Regions from separate parts of the Pan troglodytes genome. Here region 1 is linked to region 2. Evidence: chromatin contacts called from public capture Hi-C data. All regions are on one chromosome and are shown on one strand. Each heading gives the region's core, a stretch centred on a gene start, on an enhancer-like site or on the middle of the called end of the contact. The rest is flanking DNA. Distances are from core to core; before and after follow the strand shown. Region 1 overlaps BRINP2 (BMP/retinoic acid inducible neural specific 2). Region 2 overlaps SEC16B (SEC16 homolog B, endoplasmic reticulum export factor).

Region 1 (5,259 bases), core at 1,388-3,887, 750 kb before region 2:
GAGTTGGATCTGGGAATCTAAAGAGGAGAAAAATTGTTTCTTCTATGTAACCAAGACACTAGCTGCTGTGATGTTCACTTGTCACTGCTGGAGGTACCACACTCAAGCCTGGGTGGCCTTGGGGTACAGCAAATAGCCCAAATGTTCCCAAACCTATCCCCTATCAATCTATTTGTCCCTCCTGTTCTTTTGGGTTAAGACATATCTCAGAAGGTGTCCAGTATGCTGCATCCTACAAGGGTAGGAAGCATGGCACACACACACTCTTTCTCTCACACACACACTCTTTCTCTCACACACACACACCTGTTTTGCTGAACCACTTTATTTCACTTCTCTCCTGTGAACAACGTGTCACTCAGAACCTTAGCAAAGTGACAGACAGAGGCATAGCAAAAGGGCTGGGGACAACCCAGAGGCATGAGTAAAAGGGGAAAAGAAAATTATTTTTTAACAAGATGAGAAGTGAATTGGACTGGAGGGAGAAATGGGAATTTGATCAAGGAGGGGTATGCAGAGGGGGTTGATTCTGAGATGCTGGCAGTGTTCTGTTTCTTGACCCGAGGGCAGGTTTGCTCTACAATTTTATGTATATACACACACATCTATACACACATATGTACGTATGTATTCACACACACGCACACCCCGTATATACACATGCATGCATCTATACCTTCTGAATGAATATCTCTTATAATAAAAGGTTAAAGAAATGATTTGGCGAGCAGATGAAATGGGTGGGACAAGTTCATACATATTTAATATACTCCCAATGCCTATTTTATGATAAAAATTGTACTAGGTTCATTTTTACTTATATTATCTCATTTAATTTTTATTACAACCTTATGAAGTAAGTGTCATTCCAGTTTTGCATATGGAAACTGAGGAAGGCAAAGCATAGAGGAGCAACCACCATTCAGACTCTGGGCTCTTGCCCCTGCACCATGCCCTCTGCCTTCCACCCTGGGTGGCTCTGAGGGTCAATGGGGTGGGTGACTTTTGGGTGAGACAAACCTGGGCATCAATCTGGTCATAGTCACTTACCCACTGTGTGACCTCAGCTATGTGTGGCTTATTGCCTCCGTATCCCCACCTAGTAAAATGGATATTACACCTTATGTTGCACAAAAATTGTAAAGATTAAAGACAATGATTGACAAATAGCAGAGTTGAGCATCCTTAAGCCTGGAGGAAAAGGTTTCCCTGAATTATACAAGGACATATTCACAGTGGTTTTCATCTCTCAAAAAAGCAGTGGAAGACTTTCATCAATAAACCCTTACCTAAAACCCCAATATATAAAGCAGATAAAAGGGGAGCTCTCTCGTTGGAGCAGGCCTAGGGGGTCTGGAGCTCCGCCACCTGTTTCTTCTCTTTCCTCACCCACAAGTGTTCCCTAGGGCAACTCCTTGGAACCTAAAGGTATTCAAAACACATTGAAGACCACTGCAGAAGTTCTTTAAAAAGCAAAACTTGTGATTCATTTAAAATCACAGGTGATATATTAAAATTGATTTTAAAATATAAGACTTTCACTCACCCAGACACATCTGCGAAGTTCTGTGAGACTAGGACCAATCACTGTTGTTCTCCCTTGTTCTCAGTAATTGAAAATGCAAGGAGTTCAATGTCTATGAATGAGCGCCTGCTGTGTGCCAGGCACTATACTAGATGCTGAGAGTATGCACTGTAAGATCTCTTTCAAGTCTAACAACTCTCTATGAAGTAGATACTATTATTCTCGTTTTGAAGATGAAAAAACAAAATGGGTATAGAGAGGTTAAGTCAATTACCCAAGATCTCACATCTAGTGAGTAGTGGAGTTGGGATTCAAACAAGTGTTGCAGGATGAATTAGAAAGCCAGAATTTTGCCATCAACTCCTGCAGCCTCTTCAACAGTGGACTGGGAGGAACAAGTGCCTTGCTCAAAGTTTCGTGCTTTTTCCCAATACTCCTCAGTTGTGATATTTTTTTCTTCTGTTTTCATTAGGGTACCCAGGTCTCCCAGAACGAAGGCAGCGGTCCTCCCTCGCGGGGAGCCCCAGCTCAGGGAGGGCAGAACATCAAGCCCAGCGGCAGCGGGTAGCTGGTGACTGGGGCCGGCCTGTCCCTCACTCGGGTTCATGCCCCATCCCCACCACGAGGCTGCCGGGCTGAGAGCGCGGAGACTCCTGCTGGGCTGTAGTCTGGCAGGCCGGGGGACTGGGTTTACTGGAAGAGTGTGAGGTGGGGATGCAGAGGGAGGTCCTTGAAATCCCCTTGAGACATAGAAATAACTAAGCACTCAGTGAGGACTGTGGGGGCAGCTAATGTCTGCCTACCCCTCACTCGGTGTTCAGCCATTTATCATCAATACGTCGTTAGGCAGGAGCAGGGGCAGGTGGCTGACGGGTGTGCCGGCGGCTGGCGGGGTCTTGGGAGGCGCCCTGCACACGCCTCTTCTTTCTGAAATCTCCGACCTTCCGGATTTGAGCCGCGAGGGACCGCGGAGCAAGGGCAGCCTCCTCCGGAAGCCTCGGGTCACTAGAGACCCCTAGAGGCGAAAAGCTGTGTTACAAGCCCCCGGCTGCAGAGGCGCAGGCGGGATTCTTGCCCCGGAGGTTGCCGAGGAGTGGCCGGTACCTTTCCTAAAACCCTTATCTGTAAGTACACTCCGGCAAGCTCGAAAGGGACAGCAGGGGAGCCATGTGTGCGTGCGCGTGTGCGGAGAAGGAATGGGGAGGGACAGTTGCATTTGCAGAAGCAATCCTGTCTGGAACTAAGCTGATTAGTCCTGGTGCCGTCCCTCCCTCCCTGCCCCACCCCTCTCATCCTCCCTGCCCCACCCCTCCCATCCTCCCTTAGCTCCCTCACTCAGCCTCACTCAGCCCCTGCAGCAATCCAGAGACTGCCCTCTTTGGCAACTGCCCTCTTTGGCAACTCCCCACCACCTCCATCAAGATAATATCCTTCCCTCAGGGCCCTTCACACCTCTCAGTAACCTGATCAACTAATTTGTGTTAAGGTATTAATGACTAATAATGATTTAATGTGCTGCCCTCCCAATTAACACTAGAACATTTCAAAAGAGAAATTCACAGATTTTAACCCAAGTGAGACATGGTGCTTTTCCTTGTTGAGAGGAATTGTAGGCCCTTCAAAACGAACCATACAGACAGCTGCTGATTCTTTACATACGCTGCATCACTCCTGAGCTTAGCAATGTTTGGAGGCTTTATGCAAAGGCTCAAGGAGAATTTCCCAAAGAGGGCTGCTCTGAGCTACAACCCTTAAAGAACGCACCAGTACAGGCTTAATGAAGAAAAGAAACCTGGTGCCGCAATATCATGTCTTTAGAAGTTTCGATGGTTTTTTTTTTTTGCTCTCGTATGTGACGACATGGTCATTGAGAGAAGAGGCTCAGGCATGGTGAACTTGGGTTCAAGTCTTTGGCAGGCTCTGCTACGTACCATGTATTTGATCTTGCCAAGTTACTTTACTACATTAGCCTCAGGATGCACATCTGTGAAATGGATGTGGTACAACTCACAGGGTTAGAGTATGAAATGAAATAATGCAGAATTAGTACTCATCAAATCTGATATGTAGAATGCTCCATAAATGACAGTTCTTTTTCTTAAACTTAGGGGTTTTGTTGTTGTTGTTGTTGTTTTTCTTTTTTTTTTTCTTTTTTTCTTTTTTTTTGCCCTGTCTCAAACTCTCAGTGCAGGGCAGCATGCAAATGCTGTATTTATTTATTATTTAAAAGCAGGATGAAGCAATCCAGCCTCCTCCTAGGCATGGTTGGTTTGGTAATGAACTAGATTTCTTTCCAGGTGATGGCAGTGTGTGAGCTTTTTTTTTTTTTTCTTTTCTTTTTCTTTTTCTGCTTCGTTTCTTTAGATGTATCTCACAAATGCAGTGAGCAAAATGGATTTGGCAGTGACTTAAAAAGACTTCATGTATTTTGGAAAGAAAAAAGCCACAACAAAAACTGGTTTGTTTTTGTGATATATGGTTCATGTGATATGACAAAAATCCATTTTTATGCTTAGGAAAATTGGCTAATTTTAAAACAGTTGACACATGCCATATGCATATAGAGTAATGATGGATTTTGCTCAGGCAAACAACAGAAGAACACAGGGCCAGCAATATCTTTGTTAGGGCTTTAGTTGCTTAAATTCTTATTTGATGGGCAGATCTGCCCCACGTAGGAGAGGAGAGTGACAGGAAAAATGGACTCATCATGGCCTCAGGTAATGGAGTCAGATATTTGATCATAAAGATACTAAGCTTAGGACACAGACACTGTGTTTTCATTAAATCAGTGAGAAGAGACTTGGGAATGTACCAATGTAGCAAGCTTATATTCAAGAAAGTAAACAGTTTATGAAGATATTTTCTGGATAAAAGGTGTGGATGGTGCAAAGGATACTGACTTGGTGAACCATCATATTAAACTTACCCTGGTCATTCTTCCTGTTGGAGACATGAATGATTTTTGAACTTCAAATACTGTTTATAATGTGCTTTGGGTTCCTCTGGTTTACAGTTCTGCATAAATCACACTGAAAAGGGAATCCCACATGTTTTCCATTACGGCTAGATAGGGAAAAGAGACTGCATATGAAAGTAAGATGCTACAAAGATGGGACATTCAATGAGAAATAATTATGAAAACTTTTTTAAAGAAAGAGATAAGTGCTCTATTATCTTGATTTCCTTCCACTTTCAGTTCCCCATACACATCGACCAGATACCCAGCTCCTTATAGGCCGATGGTATGCAATCTACTTGACTCAAAAAAGCATGTGGCTTTTATTTTACTTTATTTCTTTCAAGGCAAGATTTAATTAGTGACTGCAGAGAAAAAAAGCTGAACAGCTTAGAGGAGGTTTATGGTTAGGTTTGTAGGACTCAGCAATTTGACATTCTAATCCTGTCATTTCTCACCTTAAACTGAACAGAGTCAGCAGGGTTTTTTCCCCATAATTCATCCAGTTATTAGGTCTCCCCTCCCCTTACTTTTCACCCTCATCCTTTGTTTCATCTAATTTTTTTGTGTATGCAGTCCTCTACTACATGGTTCTCCCTAACCCCACCCCAACTCTCAGGATAGCAACAAACAAACAAATAAAACTGATATCTTGGTGGCTCATTCATGACTGAGCCATCTAGAAGATAAATTCTTTCTCTCCCTACTTTAATTCCTAGAATGTGCCATCTATCTCTCATGTGAACTTGACTTCTAAGATGACTGCAGCCAAGGT
Region 2 (5,156 bases), core at 1,968-4,467:
CTCCCTCAGTTGTTATGGAGATTAAATGAGATAATTCAGGTAAAGTACTGAGAACAAACCGCATGCAAGAGATGTGGGCCGATAGCATGTTACCCTTCCGGGCCTCCGTTTTCTCTTTCGTAAAAGGAAGTTAATCATGCCTACCTCACAGGATTCGAAACAATACACAAGAAAAGTAATGCCACAATGCCGGGCACGCAGAAGCTAATCTCATTACTATCAGCCCCAAGCAGCACCAAAATCACTGACAGGTGGGATGAATAAAGAAAGGAAAGAAAAAGAGACCAAAGAGCCGGTCGAGGAACTGCAAAGAGGAGCTCACGGGGCAAGGTTTTGCTGGAAAAGGTGAGTCTTTGGCAAAGCCCTTAAAAAAGAGAAGATGCTATAGGACAAATGCCTAATGCATGCAGGGCTTAAAACCTAGATGACAGGTTGATAGGTGCAGCAAACCACCATGGCATATGTATACCTATGTAACAAACCTGCACATTCTGCACATGCATCCCAGAACTTAAAGAAAAAGAGAAGATGCTAATTGGGCCATTTCTCTATGACACAGGATTTCACTTTCAAGGCTTTGTGTTGTGTGTGCATGTTGTTGTAATTGTTGTTGTTGCTGCTGCTGTGTGTATCCTCGACACCAAGCACTGAAGGAGAAACAAGGAATCGCTGGAAAATGTCTCCACCTAAAGAAGATAACTAAGGTAGGAAGATAAGATACCTGTGCATGAAAGGCAAGAAAACACAAGGCAGCGTGAGCTCAGTGTCAGTGGGGGGCCCTGGATTCGGCTGTGGGAGCCACACTGTGCCTGCCATGACGTCAACGCCGAAAGCAGTTGCTGTGTGCCAGGCGCTGTTCTCGAGCATTAAGGAAACTAACTCGATTTCATGCCAGCTCCATTACAAGGCACCACTCTCATCCCATTTTACAGCTGAGGCCACTGAAGGCTGCCATCTCAGTCATACTCGTAGGTGTGGCCCAGGTAGCCTGCATGGAGGAAGGGATGGTGCTGGACGTCAGAGCTCACAGAGGATTTAGACGGAGGAGGACACGATGTCAGCACTGGTCTTTACGAATGTAAGGTGACAACAGCATCATGTAGAAATGTTGAGAAGAGGGCGGAAACCACAGTATGGACACCACCCACACAGCTGATGCTCTGAGTGGGACGAAGAAGGGTGAGGGCGGAGGTAGAGGACAGAGGATTTCAAAAGAGGCCCGAGAAGGAGTGCGGAGCAGAGGGAGGGTGAGCAGACACTGGGCTGGGCCTGCGCTCCCACTCCCTCCCACAGGACAGCTGCGGAGGCTCAGAAGAAAGGGAGAGCTGTCTGGAGAGATGGGGAGAAGGAGCTGACAGCAGGAGTTAGGCACAGGCCGGGGCGGCAGGCAGGACGTTCAAACATCAGCAGTCAGGCAGGAGCCTCCAGCAGAGAGGCCTCTGCAAGGTTTTGCCTTCATATTATAAAACACAGACCTTTAGGGGACATAAAAAGAAATCCTACACCCTCCCACGCTTAAGCTAATGAGGAAAAGTTCAGTAGATAACTTAGCCCCAGGTACTAAGTGCCAAAAAGCAAAGCTGCAAATACAGCTGCCTGCAGCTGCCTGACAGTGACGGTGGTGGCCTCATCTGGGCTCAGTTACCTGGAAAGAAGGGATGAAGGATTTGGGGCGGCCCAGCATCTGACAGTACTCGAAGATTTCCGTCCTCTGGATTGCCTCAGTTGTTGCAAATTTCAAAAACTCTTGACTAAAACCAGGGAATAACAATAAAAGAGATTGAGGTGTGGGGGACGCAGGAGTTAAATCCTAGTGGCTCTCCAAACACCAGCTGCAGCCTTTCATGGGGGAGTTTCCATCCTGGGCTGATGCCTGCAGCAGCTTCAAGAGAAGAACAAGACTCTGGGCTCCCAGAGTGAGTGTTTCACCTCCTCTCCCTCTCCCTCCTTGAGGCTGAGGAAGGAACAAAACAGAACTCTGCACCAGAGGCACTGGGAGGCGGAGGCTGCAGAAAAGGGGGGTCACCTGCCTTCTTGCTGAAGGGTAACTCAAGGCAGGCTACCTCGAAGGACACTGGGCCCTACTCTTAGACACACAGAGAGCTGACCCCCATGCCCATAAAGCCTGTCGTGTACCTGTGAAGGGCACCCCTAGTTTGAGCAAACTCGCACAAAAGAGGGGAGCCATGTAACACTCCGGGAGCACTGAGACCAAAAGGCATGGCAGAGCAGGCGAGGACTGCTGAGCCAGAAATCAAACACGGGTCCATACATTGGATGTTCATTCCACGAGTGAGGATGGGGACTGAGTGAATGTGATCTGGTTGGGGCAGGTGGTGGGCACAAGAGTCTCATGTGGCCCAAAATTTCTCCCATCAACAACTTGCTATGGTGTTTAAAAACCACAATCACCAGGTTATTCCTGGGGGTAGGACTTTATTTCCAAGAATTTCCTCATTCAACATAAACCAACGTAAACATAGGAGGGGAGACATATTAGCCCATACACACTTATTGTACATTTGGCACAGAAGGGATTCTTTGACAAGCTAGCCATGTGCTATCAGAGACCAGGAACCTGGAAGGAACAGGCAATGAGCTGGGTACACTGCCTCAGTGGTAGGCAGTGTGGTGCAATAGTTAAAAGGGCTTTGCAGGCTGACTGCCTGGATTCCGAGTCCAACTCACCCACACCCTCTCTGTACCATCTGAGACAAGTTATTTCATCTCCCTGTGCCTCGGTTTCCCTCCTCCATAAGTGACGATTAAAATCTTTGCTTCACTTCACTTCTTCATAGGGTAAATGTGTAATAATTAAAGGAAATAGTGCAAAGAAAATGCCTGGCACAACGTAAGAGCTTAGTGACTCTTAACACATATGGGGAGGGGGATAGAGAGATACAGAACAGGGAGGGCCTCTAGGGAGCAAATCGTTCTGTCCATGCATTCATTCACTGAGAGCTGATTGAGGGCCTCCTGCAGGAAAAGCCTAATGCTATGGCCAACAGAGAATGTCACCAGTGGGACTCTAAGTAGCTTGTGCACCAAGTCATTGTAGGGATGCTAGGGCCCCAAAGAGGGACTAAACATAAACTTCCTCCATTTTCCAGTTTTTCCTGGGTGGGCTCTCAGAACAGGCCCAGGGCTGCCTAACACGGACCCACAAGCCTCCACATGTAAAATGTTGTTTTTTTAAAGGAACAAAGTTAGCTTGTGGAGCCAGGGTGCCACCCAGTGGCCAAAGGGCACAATACCACACAAAGGCATCAGCCCACCTCTTTGCAGAGGACCACCTGGGGCCTGAGGCCCCCGCCAATGCTGTGATGTGGGGCCCACGGGCATCTCCTTGCACAGACCTGCACAGATAACAATCCCAGATAAGGGAGCCGGCGGTAGCTGAAATTCACATGAGAAAATGAAAAATGGATCCATAAAACCCAACAAGGGCTAAAACAGTCCCTTGGAAAATGTCCTGTTTCCTTTCTCCCAGGTCGCATACCTGTGGCTGCTGCCCAGCAAGACCAGATGGTCTGTCTTCACGGTGTAGTGGCCAAAGGGCACGTGAGCCACGAGGTAGCAGAAGTGAGCTGCCTCCACAAGCCCCTTCCCAGCTGCGGGAGGAAGAGAACAAGACCCAATCACGGAGCACACCCGTGTGGGGAGCCATCATCTGGGTGGGATGGGAGACAGATGGAAGAGTGGCCTCGGGGGTCAGAGCAGAGAAGCCACACGGGACTAAATGAATGAGCCTTTCATAGCGTGAGTCACAGACCCCTAAACCCCACTCCTCCTCCCACCAGCCCATTTGGCCTCAGACGTTACATTTCTCTTCAGCCAGAATAAGGCACAATTTCACCTTCTCCCTAAAGGATTTTTTACGAGGAATTCCCTAAACATTTTAATCTTTCCTCAGGGTGAAAAATGAGTTTGAAATGCCTGCACCTGAGCAAAGAAGGAGACTACTGGGAGTGGCCGTTCTTAAACTAGGCTTCCTGAGGCACCATTGCTTTCCCTGCTGAAGTCAAACATAAAAATCACATTAATTACCAACATGTTTTGAAATGTTCTCCCATACATTTTCCACTGCCTCAAAATTGAGTTAATTCAGCTAGATACAATACCTAGCACAGTGCCTGGCCCCCAAGGAGGGCTCAACAAACATTAGTTCCCTTCCACTCAGGGTGCTGCATGGCCTCCATCTGAGTTGGCACAACCTAACCCATAGCTATTAAAGTTTAACAGAGCAATATTTTAAAAAGCCCCATGGGAGCACCATGATTTCTGGATGCTCTGCTTCTTGGCTAAATTTGAGAACCACTGATCTGGAACACTCAATAGCCCCTAAGTGTTTATAAGGCCACATTCACAGAGAGATGATAGCAAGAAAGACTACAGGGTTAACCCAGAGTGGTTCAGGCAAAAACAGAATTTCCTATCTGATTGAACTGGGTCACTGAGAAATTTACAGCAACAGGAGGCAAGGTGTCCTATGCGTTAACTCCATCCACAGGGGAATCTGACCCAGGGCTAGAAAATCAGCTGCTGAGAGGAGACTCCTACAGCAGCAGAACACCAAGTCTCAGGGGCCTGGCCTGCATTCACTCACAGCAGAAATTCTGTGAAACAGAGAGGCAAGAAGGACACGTGTTTCCCTGGAGTTTCTTTCCCCAAAACATGGAGGCTCCTGGGTCCAGGAAAAGCCTAGGGCATAGACTCTGGCCCTACCTAGAACCTGAGAATCTAAGGGCAGGATGTTTAAAGCTGACCTGGACGGGGAGGGGAGGTGAGGAGAGGGACGGGGAGGGGAGGTGAGGAAAGGGACAGGGAGGGGAGGGGAGGGACAGGGAGGGGAGCGGAGGGGAAATGCTGGTGTCGCTTACCCAGGGTGTCCCCAATGGCAACAATCGCACGCTGATACAGCTCTGGGTCCCCAGCCTGATTCGACAGAATCACAGCCAGGTGAGGCCTCCAGTCTCCCCACTGCTTTTCTCCACAACACTGAAAAGCACCAGAAAAAATAAATGTACAATCATTTAAGAATGGCCAGATGTACATAAAGAAGGCTGTTGTCTATTTCCTGGTTCAGAAGTGGTCAGAGAATGCCCACTCTACCACCTGCAATGCTGCCATTCATTGATTTAGAGCTCTCATCTTTA

The links. Capture Hi-C pulls out chosen DNA fragments and counts their contacts.
Region 1: a contact with region 2 is called in a capture Hi-C map of stem cell-derived neural stem cells, with 5 times the contacts expected there. The contact joins two enhancer-like sites. A contact is called at or near these places in 1 of 7 Hi-C or Micro-C datasets (stem cell-derived neural progenitor cells), 1 of 1 datasets of contacts at active chromatin or transcription factors (stem cell-derived excitatory neurons) and 1 of 1 other capture datasets (stem cell-derived neural stem cells).

Annotation. Positions count from the first base shown.
Region 1 is chr1:71,893,504-71,898,762 of NHGRI_mPanTro3-v2.0_pri, reverse strand. All of the region lies in intron 2 of BRINP2 (BMP/retinoic acid inducible neural specific 2), which reads left to right. Among named protein-coding and RNA genes, the nearest start is that of BRINP2, 11 kb to the left of the region's middle. Within about 2 kb of position 2,637, at least 10 of the 24 cell types and tissues checked have an H3K27ac peak or open chromatin away from gene starts, as enhancers often do. A contact at or near this core is called in stem cell-derived neural stem cells, where this site is marked.
Region 2 is chr1:71,139,877-71,145,032 of NHGRI_mPanTro3-v2.0_pri, reverse strand. It overlaps SEC16B (SEC16 homolog B, endoplasmic reticulum export factor), which reads right to left. Exons shown (of 33, transcript XR_010151749.1): 20 at 4,881-4,998; 21 at 3,500-3,611; 22 at 1,646-1,751. Among named protein-coding and RNA genes, the nearest start is that of SEC16B, 95 kb to the right of the region's middle. Within about 2 kb of position 3,217, at least 4 of the 24 cell types and tissues checked have an H3K27ac peak or open chromatin away from gene starts, as enhancers often do. A contact at or near this core is called in stem cell-derived neural stem cells, where this site is marked.